Regions from separate parts of the Sus scrofa genome. Here region 1 is linked to region 2. Evidence: chromatin contacts called from public promoter capture Hi-C data. All regions are on one chromosome and are shown on one strand. The core of a region is the stretch at or near the end of the contact, and the rest is flanking DNA. Distances in the headings are between cores, read along the strand shown.

The links. Promoter capture Hi-C pulls out the DNA fragments that hold promoters and counts their contacts.
Region 1: a contact with region 2 is called in a promoter capture Hi-C map of fetal liver, with 2.7 times the contacts expected there. The contact joins the promoter of SNX27 here to the enhancer-like site in region 2. A contact is called at or near these places in 2 of 5 promoter capture datasets (fetal liver and liver), 20 of 47 Hi-C or Micro-C datasets (alveolar macrophages, blood, embryonic fibroblasts and 10 more) and 1 of 2 datasets of contacts at active chromatin or transcription factors (skeletal muscle).

The regions. Positions count from the first base shown.
Region 1 is chr4:97,616,692-97,622,206 of Sscrofa11.1, forward strand. It overlaps SNX27 (sorting nexin-27), which reads right to left and starts at 4,125. Exons shown (of 12, transcript XM_003125761.6): 1 at 3,625-4,125. The coding sequence starts at 3,935.
Region 2 is chr4:97,497,574-97,503,013 of Sscrofa11.1, forward strand. It overlaps RIIAD1 (RIIa domain-containing protein), which reads right to left. Exons shown (of 5, transcript NM_001159765.1): 3 at 3,041-3,087; 4 at 1,778-1,905; 5 at 1,102-1,206. The coding sequence ends at 1,835. Among named protein-coding and RNA genes, the nearest start is that of RIIAD1, 7.4 kb to the right of the region's middle. Within about 2 kb of position 2,403, at least 28 of the 83 cell types and tissues checked have an H3K27ac peak or open chromatin away from gene starts, as enhancers often do. A contact at or near this core is called in fetal liver, mesenteric adipose tissue, omental adipose tissue and 2 more, where this site is marked.

The DNA of each region.
Region 1 (5,515 bases), core at 2,875-5,374, 120 kb after region 2:
TTGAAGACCACATTATTCAAATACCAGAGAACCAAACTAGCCAACAGACAAACCTATTCCCTCCCTCAAAAATATAGATAGTACCATATCCATATCCACTGCACACTAAAACCCTCCTAAGGGCATCTCTAAAAAAAAAAATCAATCAGGAGCCCTTGAAACTCCTTTAACCTTAAGAAAATCAACCTGAAGTTAAATGTTACTTCACATATTATATATTTAGTGCAAAGACATATTTATTTTGTTCTATTTGTTGAAAGCATCCTTCACTCATTAGCCTCCAGGTATATACACATCAAAGGCAAAACACTCAATGTATGCTACACTGGGAAAAATTACAAGGTGGAGACTAACACTGCTATTCAAGAAAACTTCCCAGAGTTCTGCTGTGGCCCAGTGGGTCACGGGTTGTCACCGCAGCAGCTGGGTCACTGCTGTGGCAAGGGTTTGACTCAGACACTTCCACATGCCATGAGGGTGACAGAAAGAAAGAAAGAAAAAAGAAAGAAAGAAAGAGAAAACTTCCCATCTTCAGTAAAATTTAGAGCCCAGAAGGCTTTTTCATACTCCACTATCAAGCCCTGCAACATGTCTCTTTCCCAAAACAGAATCTAGTCAGTTTTGAAGTGAGAAAGCACAAACCAAACCATACTGAATTTAGTTTAGCAGCTATTCTAGATTCAATGAGAACGAGGTCTTTGCAGCTTTTAAAGAAATTCAAAGAAATAATGCTTTTATTTTTGTCCAAGCTTGTATTCTCTTAAATCTCAATGTTACTCTTTCAAACCTTGACCAGCTGTTCAAACGACTGCAATATATGAAAACTGGAATAAAACAATTTGTATTGGAGGAAAGCGTCTAAAACAGGGAAAGGTCCTAAACAACAATTATCAAGGGGCATCCACCTATGACTCAATACAAACTACATCTACACAGTAATAATCTATATATGCCCACCCTGACCCGACTTGACACTCCAGCAATATGCAACACTTTCCTGGGGCAACAGAGAGGTTAACTTAAGGAAAAGTATTGCCTAAAGAATGCTTTAGGAAAATCAGCATCAATTTAACCAAAATCAAAACAAGCAGCAGACACACATCCCTCAAGAACTGTGTCTGTTTGGTGTCTGATTTCCGCCTCTCACTTGAAAACCTAAGGAGGAGATGTAGACCTTGGAAGAAGGGAAGGAAAGAGAAAGAAATTGTACAGTTGAGGACCCAAAGAATTTACCAACTAGTTACGCTCTGGGTTGTAACATCACTATTTTCCCTGGAGTAGTAGAGAAACTTCAAAGAATTTGGAAATCAAAATACAGGTGGAAGGTGAGAAATCAAAGCCAGGAAGATGTCTGAGCATCACAACCTTCTGGAGAAAGGTTCTCTAAGCAAAAAGTGCTCTTTTTGCCTACCCACTAAAAGAAAGAACATCTCTACTCACCACCAAGGATGTACCAAAATGTGATGTCTTTTCTCTAGAAGGAGGAATGGACCTAGACTGGAACCTGGGCCCGAGGCAAGTCCTTTTACCTAACTAGGGAATCATCTGAGGTCTCCTTTATGGTACCTAGTTTACAGGTGGACTCTGCTGCAAAAACCCTAGTAAAGACAAAAAGCCACCAACTATGTTAGTTGAATATATATATATATATATATATATATATACACACACACATATATATATATATATAAAATGGTTGATCATGTTAGCTATTGTCTTTCTACAGAATTATTTTAGTTTAGTTCCTTCAGCTCCAGTAAAAAATAAATGATTTAGAACTTTATGATGAAGAAAAGAATTAGATGCGCAGGTATGAAGCAAAAGGCCACTACTGCATTCCATATCTGAATTCCCTGACCCCCAAAAGATAAAGAATACATTGCCAGAGAGTACCAGAAAAAGAGTATGTAGGACATCAATGGAAAAAGAACGCATCTATTTACAGAAAGGACAGAGGAAAGGCATAATTGCTCCAAACACTTACTTTGGTGAGCTACTTTTTCTTGAGGTAAAAGATAAGAGGAAACAGAACGAATGGATACCACAGAGTAAGAATGTCTAGAATAAGGGTAGGTGGCATAAGCTGAATAAGACGGGATGGACTCCTCTACGGGTCCTTCAAAATACTATCCCCTTGAAACCTTGATCAAACCTACTGTTCTACTAGAGGAAAGACTGAAGGTTATGGAAATTATGATTAAAATAACATTTATAAAAAATGAGAGATTTTATGAGGACAAATCCAAGCACTGAAGGAGAGGGCATAAGAGTGAAAAAAGAATATGCAAGACAGAGTCAGGAAGGAGAGAGATCCAGGATTGAAGACTGCTGAGGATAATGGAGACAATGAGAGGATATACCACCTAGCAGTCAATCAGCAATCACTGTATAAATCTTAATGCAAAGTATAAAAACACAAATGTAACACCTGGATTAAAGACATGAGGGAGGTCTGCAAAGAAATTGCAAGACAAGGCAGCATCCTGCCAGAGCTTTAAGGGATGCAGTGAGCAAGTAAGGATGAAGGAGTATGAAGGGGGAGGGACTGCAGCAAGGAAAGACGATGGGTTGCAGCAGCAGAAGGGGCCTAAAAAGAGAAGGAAGGGCAAGGAACCTATAAGAGAGAAAGAATAGGATAAAGTCAAGCACGAGATAACAAGAGAACAGAGTAGGAGAGAGAATGAAAATGGCCTGCCCTGAAAAAGGGGGAAGTCAAAGACCCAAAAGAGGGTCACAGTTTGGGGGAAGCAAGGAGCTAAGGAGAGCTCTACTCTAAACCTGACTCAAAAGAAGTATGAGTATGGTGCAAGAGTGAAGACAGGGGCCAGAACAGGGATGCTCTCAGAGGGATGTAGTGATGGAGACCCTAGAGTCAAAATCCTGGTGTAATATGGGAATTACGGTGGAGAGAAACTATCATGTCAAAGACGACACCATCATTTGGGGGGGGGGCAGAAAAGAAGGTATTCTCGGAGTACGAATACAACACGAAGGGGAGGAAAGGGGCACACAGCAGGACAGAAAAATACAGGGAGTGCTTAACCATAAGGAGAGGGTAACTAAGAAAAGAAAAAGAGTGCGGCGTGGAGGGACGTTGTTGCGGGGGGCGCGGGGGGCGGGGAGTAGGAGCGACCAAAGGTCCCGCCTACTTGCTCTAGAGGGGAGAGGGGACGGTCCAGGGGGCTGAAAGGAGTGGTGGAGAACAAGAAACTACGATGCTCAGGATGAGAACTTAGGGAGGAGGCACTGTGGCTGGGTCAGAAAAGGAAATGCTGTCAGTTAGAAGCAGAAGAGAGTCAATATGAGGAAAGCGAGGGGCACCGAGGAGCAGAAAGCCGCATGCCAAAGGGGAAGGCAAAGGGGCAGAAAGGAAACCAAAGGAATGGGGGCAGGGGTAAAAGCAGTACGGGCAACGGGACACACACCGGAGATTACAGGGAGAGAGGTGGGGGTCCCAGAAACCCAGGGTGTGGGGAGGTAAAAGGGTCAAGCCTCATGGAGAGGCGGGGGTCCGGAGGGCCGGTTCGGCGGTTGCGGGGAGGTGCGGCCTGAGGGTGACAGGGGTAGAAGGAAAATGCAGGGACAGGCGGAGGGGATGGGGCGGTGAGCAGCCCGGATACTCACACCTCCAGAATGCGGTCCCCCTTGCGCACCCCGGCCCGGTCGGCCGCCCCCCCGGGCAGCACGGCGCTCACATGCTGCAGCGGCGCGTACAGCTCCCCGTTGATGCTCCGCAGTTGCCCGCCCTCGCTCACTTGGCCCCGCACGTTGAAGCCGTAGCCGGACTCGGACTTGACAATGCGCACGACCCGCGGGCCGCCGCCTCCCCCGCCGCCGTTCCCGGCGCAGTGGAGCCCAGACCCTCCACCGCCGCCGCCACCTCCGTTCCTGTGAGGGGCTGCGGGGTGAATCCCTTCCCCGTCCTCGTCCGCCATCTTGCGAGCTGAGCGAGCTGTACTCCCACCCCGCTACGCCTCCACTCCCTCCGCGCGTGCTCGCCCTTCTCAGCAGCCGCGCGACCTCCGGCGCGCGCGCTCGCTCTGCCGATCGCGGGACCGGAGTTGGCCACCGAGCTGCCGGCGCGGGCTATGGGGAGGCAGGGGGCGGGGGTGAAAGAGGACGGTTAGACACCGTGAAGCCTCCTGGGAGATGTAGTTTCTGGATGGTGAGGGCTGTGGGGGTAGGGCTAGGCCCAGGACGGAGCTGAAGTTATATGACGCAATTTCGGGCGCAAAGCCTGCTGGGGGTTGTAGTTCGCCCTTTACGCTTTTTTTAGGAGTTTCCTGTTGGACCGTGAGCTGCCAACCCAGCCTCGAGTGTGGCTGACAGGTTCAGCTGTTGAGGTGGGACAAGTTTTATTTTTCTCCTTTCATTTAGTGGCCTCTAAAAACAATAATATTAGGACAAATCGACGTCTGCGATTCAACACAGTCTTAAATTGTAACAACTCGTTTGCTCAATAACTTTGTTTCTACGTTGGTAATTTTATTCCACAACCCCAACAATCTTGTGAGACAAATGGAACATGAATTCATTTCTCTATTTCACGTATTAGGAAACCGAACCAAAGTGAGCTATTAAGTAATAGGAACTAAAGCCCAGTTATTTTTGTGCAACATTATTTTTGTATACCGCAACTACCTAAAAACTATGCCCCACGTATGTGAAAAGCATATGTAGGAGAAACTGTGGTCCCAGTGATTTAGACCTGGATATTAGAGTAGGCCAATTAATCATTTCAGTTTGCAATGATTTGGAGGTTTGGGTGTTTTTGCTTTTTAATTTAAAAATATTCATATATATATTTTTTAGTTGAGGTATAGTTGAAATACAATATTGTGTGTCAGGTATAGTGATTCGCAATTATTAAAGATTATACTCCATTTATAGCTATTATAAAATATTGGCTCTATTTCCTGTGCCACACAGTATATACTTGTAGCTTATTGATTATATACACAGCAGTTTGTACCTTTTAATCCCCTACCACTATTGTGCCCCTCCCTCATTCTCTCTCCCCACTGGTAACCACTAGTTTGTTTTCTATTATCTGTGCGTCTTTCTTTTTTGTTATATTCACTAGTATTTATTTCTTAATTCCACGTATAGTGATAACAGACATTATGGAGCAATGATTTTGAAGTTAACCTTTATTTGAAATTCATTTTGTTCTTCCCATCATCACAGTGGAGTTCTTTTCTTTGTCTTTTTTTTTGCTTTTTAGGGCCACACTTGTCAGCATATGGTGGTTCCCAGGCTAGGGGTCTAATTGGGGCTATAGCTGCCAGCCTGTACCACAGCCACAGTAACACAGGATCTGAGCCAGGTCTGTAACCTACACCACAGCTCATGGCAATACCGGATCCTTAACCCACTGAGCAAGGCCAGGGATCGAACCTGAAACCTTATGATTCGTTTCCGCTGTGCCGCAATGGGAATTCCCAAGTTCTTTTTTTTTTTTTTCAATGGCCATACCTACCGTGTATGGAAGTTCCCGGGCCAGGGACTGAATCCA
Region 2 (5,440 bases), core at 1,153-3,652:
GAAACTCGCCAAGCACCAGCTGTTGTACACTCACGGCGTTCAGCATTTTGAAAAACACTCTGCTCTCTGCTTACGCGGCTGCAGGTCTCTTCTCTGACGAAAGGTGCCCAGAGTATCTAATAGAACTCTTCACATCAGAGGTCCTTCGTAGATGTGTGTCTGGCTGAAGGCTTCGTTTGGATTTTCTAAACAGGGACACCTCGTTGTCAGAGCCATGGCTGCAGGAGTGTGATTGTGAAATCACTTAAAATAACGCCTCAGGTTCCTATGTCATAGCTTATTATCTATATTTAAAGTCCTCCAAATGCCCCGTCTTGTTGCCCTTTCTACTACTGTGGTGGGGAGGGTAGCTGGAACAAGAGCAGAGATAAGGGAAATAAAAATAAGAGTCTGGATTGTCTGGTGCTTCTCTTGCGGTGGTGAAATGACCCAGGTGAGAGGTCCTTCCCACAGTGGAGTCAGTGAGTTAGGACACGCACACGGAAGACTTCCGACGCCTCCTAGATCTGGCAAGGACCCCTCCAGGCCAACTGGCCACCCTCCTGCCTCCAAGCTCAAAGTCCAGTGGGTGGGCAGCTTGTTCTTAAAAATCCACAAGAACAAAGTCCACCGCCTCCGAGTCACCCACTGAGCTCTTATTTCACAATATTCGTGACCCCGAATGGGTTTTCTATGTCCCATCCCTTTCTCTCTTGCTGTCCTTCCAGCCCAGTTCCTCTTCTTATTGCTGCTACGGAAATAAAAGTTAATCACCACCTGTCCACACTGCACAGTAACCCAGGAGGTAAGATAAAAAACGAAAGCCACCTCAGAAACGTGGCCTCTGCTTGTCTGAGCACCACCACCACCAGCTGCGGGCCTCTCAGGATCCCCGCCCCTGCTCTTTGGTCCCCTCTCGGCCCTGGGAGTGAGGGGCTGGAGGCAGGGAGCACACGGATGAGGCACCTGTGGAAACAGCCCGCAGACCTAGCGGAGGCCTCTGCCCCGGACCAAGAAACAGGCCTGCGACCTGCTGGGTCAGATCAGGGCCAGAGCAGCCCTCCCAGGAAGGATGTCTTCCTCCTTCGGAGTAAAAAGAAAGCAGAGAGAGCAGGAAGGTCTGGTTTTAATGAGTATCTTTAAAAGCCTTTGCAACAGCAGACACAGCCCAAGGCAGCCTGGAAACCCACACTGATGGCAGCAGGGCTCTCTTGCTCCCAGATGACCCTGCGGAACAGAAACGGTGCTACTAACTCCGGAGTGTGGCTTCCGCCTACCTCACATTTAAAGAGCCCGACCTGCAAAACCATCTCAGAAATCGAGCCTGCGAAATGGGTGATGGTCCTCATCACGTAGCTGGGTTTGCCTGGGGCGGGGGGCGCCCGATCCAAACTGCCCCCACACTTTCCAGAAGCAGTAGGAAAAGCCCCTCTGGACAGAAGGAGAGGGCCACGCTGGAATTCCGCAGCCTCAGCGCAAGGCCTTGATCCTAAGGCCTCCCACCCCCATCTCGCTGCCTCTCTTTCCTCCACAGCTACTCCCATTTCCATCCTCTTAATCTGTGTCACTGGATTAAGAAGACGGATGTCTCTCCCTGCCACAGACATGCCAGACAAACCCCGAGCCTCTCTTCACAGCCCCCAACTCCCCAGAGTGGTGTCAGGAAAACTCAACACTTGCACGAAATTTCTCTGCAGCGTCTGTTTGGTTTCTTTCACACCCTGGGCCGAGGAGCCGGTGCGTGCGTATTTTCACAGGAGTAAAGAAGCCTCTGTCTGTAAGTGAGGTTAACACCCACCCTGAGGCTGGATTCTTTCTGGGCTCTCTCAACAGCTGAGCATCATGATTTTGCTAATTAAGCCGCTTTCTTCTCCTTAATTAGCTGCATGTGAATCTTGTTGGGAAGTCTTGGATCCGTGAAATAGTCTGGGACAAGAATCAAAAAGAAGAAATGGTCTAAACCCAAGGGGAAAAGACTGGGAGGGAGGCGCTTACTCTGCGAAAAAGTTAGAGTGGCTCTGTCTTAGCAGGACTGTTACCAGCGGCCCCCGCTTTCCAAGGTAAATGAGATGTCACAGCAAATCCCAAGGTCACTGTTTCCCCCTGCCCCCCACCCCCAGCAGCTCTCAGCCTCCAGCTCAAGCGTTCCCAGGAAAGGCTGACACAGGACAGGCCCTGTCCCCTCCACACCGCCCTGCTGCTCTCTGGTCAGCTTGCTGACGCACAGGGAGCCAGCGGAGGGCCGAGGGAGCCTCCGGCTTTCTGCTCCCGGCCCACCTCGGGGCCCAAAGAGATACCAAGTGTCATTCTTGTCTCCACTCGGCCTGCTGGCTCCTGTCTCGGAGACATGACGCCCTCTGAGAATATCCTCGCAGCGGAGAGCCAGGCTCTCTCGCAGGATGACGACAGAGGAGGATTTTTATACACCCAGCAGAGTGTGAATCAGAGGCAGCATCTGCTCTGGCAGCAAAGACGTCCTTCGTTCGATTCAGCCAGAAACGGGCTGGGGCGGCAACCGACTCCGACTCGACTCCCGGGGGCCGACAGGACCCGCGAAACCGTCGGCCCCGCCCCTTCCCTTTAAATACCATTGACCTTAAGCCGTCGCGGGGCAGCAGAGCCCATTAGAATCACCTGGGGAGCCTTTCAAACGGGGCTGTCGGGCCCCACCCCAGACTAATTAAGTCAGAACCCCGGGGGACGGCCCGGGCATCGGTATTTTTTAAACGCTCCCCAGCTGATTTTAATGTGCAGCCAGGGATGCCAGCCCTGCTTTACGATTCCCGGGGAAAAAGCCGCCCGTCTGCTCCTCTGGGAATCTCAGAATTCTTAACAATCCTCACCCTGAGCAAGTGCTGCCTCATTTCTTATCTGTCCTCATTTTGAGGAAATGACAACCGGAGGAAAGAGACTATTGAGCAAAGCTCTCTTGGGAGCCATCAGGTAAAGAAATACCCTAGTCTCTGCAGGGAGAATCCTGGGCTTGTCCGAGTCTAAATTCGCAATAACACTCCTGGTGCTGGCTTATCAAACGCCCCGAAATGGAGGCCGCCTGACTTACCTGCCGCAAATTCTTGAATGTTGTCTGGTCTTTGCAGAAATATTTCTCTGGAAAACATCAAGGGAGAAGGGGAGGAAGTAAAGCTGGTCCTGCACTGTCAGGGCAGGTGACCTGAGACACAGCCACCGTGGCAGGCAGACAGCCAGAGAACTCCTGACAAGGACCCTTTTCTTCCTGCTTCTCCTGCAGTCAGGATCTGGGGTCAGGACCAAGACTTTCTAAACAGCAAGAAGCCTAGGGAACACTGGCCTCACAAGACAGCTGGTGCTGCAGCCCGGTGAAGCCCTCATTCATTCACTCAACAAAATGAGAACTGGAGGCCACGATAGGGCCAGGCAGCAAGTTGTCGAGCACGCTGCCGAGTCCTCGAGGGACTTGGGTGCGGTGGGACAGATATGCAGCCCACTGCCTCCTGAATAAGAGTAACCAGTAATTGCCACAGGTGCGGGGAGAGTATAGTAAAGAAAGGTGAGGAGTGCCCGTCGTGGCCGTGGCACGAATCTGACTAATGTCCATGAGGACGCAGGTTCGATCCCCAGCCTAGGGCAGTGGGTCAAGGATCTGGCGTTGTTGTGAGCTATGGTGTAGGTCACAGATGTGGCTCAGATCTGGCGTGGCTGTGGCTGTGGTGCAGGCCGGTGGCTACAGCTCCGATTTGATCCCTAGCCTGGGAACTTCCATATGCCGTGGGTGTGGCCCTAAAAAGACAAAAGACAGATTAAAAAAAAAAAAAAAAAAAAAAAAAAAAACCACCAACACCCAAAGCTGAGAAGGCGGGCTTGAGGTAGTCATTGGTCCTGCAGTACAGTGGACACTGGGGCAACACCTGCAGTGCCGGTGCCACTGGGAAGCTTAAAATGCCTTATATCCTGCAGTTTTATGGCTCATAAAGTATGTTCACAGATGCTACCTTACTCTACAGCTCTGTGAAACAGCCAGGACTGTGTCCCGTTTTTATCTATGAAGAAACCAGGCTTTGAAAAGGTTAATCATTTGCCCAAGTTCATAAAGCAAGTAAATAAAGGAAAGCAGCCCAGGTCTTGTGATTCCAAGGCCACTGCTCTACAACGCAGCCTTGTGGCCATGGCTGCCCAGCCTGCGGGAGGCCTCTGCCTCCCAAGCTTCAAGGATTTTGCTTCCCTTCTTCTCCCTCAATTTGAGAATTATTGACACAGGTTATGTGTAAGTCACTATATAAGATATGAGAGATTGGAGTTCCCGTCATGGCTGAATGGTAATGGACCTGACTAGTATCCGTGAAGACTTGGGTTTGATCCCTGGCCTCGCTCAGTGGGTTACGGATCCAGTGCTGCCATGAGCTATGGTGTAGTTCACAGACGTGGCTCAGATCCCATGTTGCGGTGGATGTGGTGTAGGCCAGCAGCTGCAGCTCCAATTCGACCCCTAACCTGGAAACTTCCATATGCCTCAGGTGTGGCCCCAAAAAGCAAAAAAAAAGAAAAAAGATATGAGACATTGATTATTTAGATAGCCCCACCTCAAAGAAATTACAGTCAAGTAAAAGGAAACAGGTAAGTTTCCAAATGTCCAAAAGGCCAAGTAACTCCAGGTGGTGCCACAAGACGGTAGTAAGTACTACGCTGACGATCAGAGGAAGGAGGACGGTTACGTAGAGCAAGACCCCCAAATCCTCACAGAGCAGCTTGCATTTGAGAGCACCCTTGAGGTACTTATGGGACAAGGGTGGCGGGACAGAGCACTCGGGACCAGGGAAGCAGCAGGAACAAAAGCCTGGAAATTTAAAGGAACAGCCCACAGTGAACAGGCAGTGAACTCCTCCTCGATGGTAGGAACTGGGTCATGCCCACCATTGTTTCCCCGGGTCTAGACGAGCACTCAAGGAGAGTCAGTGCCCCTGCATGAGGTCTGTGGGATGACCAGAGGGGTCCGGTCCAGCTGGAGTGGGCACACATGCAGGGAGTAGCAGAAAATGAAGGAGGGCCCTATGGGAGGAACTTGAAGGCCAAGGAGAGACTTTTATATTCAATTCAAAAGACAATGGGGAGTTCCCGTTGTGGCTCAGTGGTTAATGAGTCCAACTAGGAGCCATGAGGTTGTGGGTTGGATCCCTGGCCTTGCTCAGTGGGTTAAGGATCTGGCGTTGCCGTGAGCTGTGGTGTAGGTTGCAGACGTGGCTCAGATCTCGCACTGCTGTGGCTGTGGTGTAGGCCGGCAGCTCTAGCTCCAATTCGACCCCTAGCCTGGGAACCTCCATATGCTGTGGGAGCAGTCCAAGAAATGGCAAAAAAAAACAAGGAAGGAAAAAAAAAGAAAAAAGACAATGAGGGAAATAAAAGGAACTCCCTGGTGGCCTGGCAGTTAAAGATCCAGTGTTGTCACTGCTATGTTGTAGATCACTACTGTGGCATAGGTTTGATC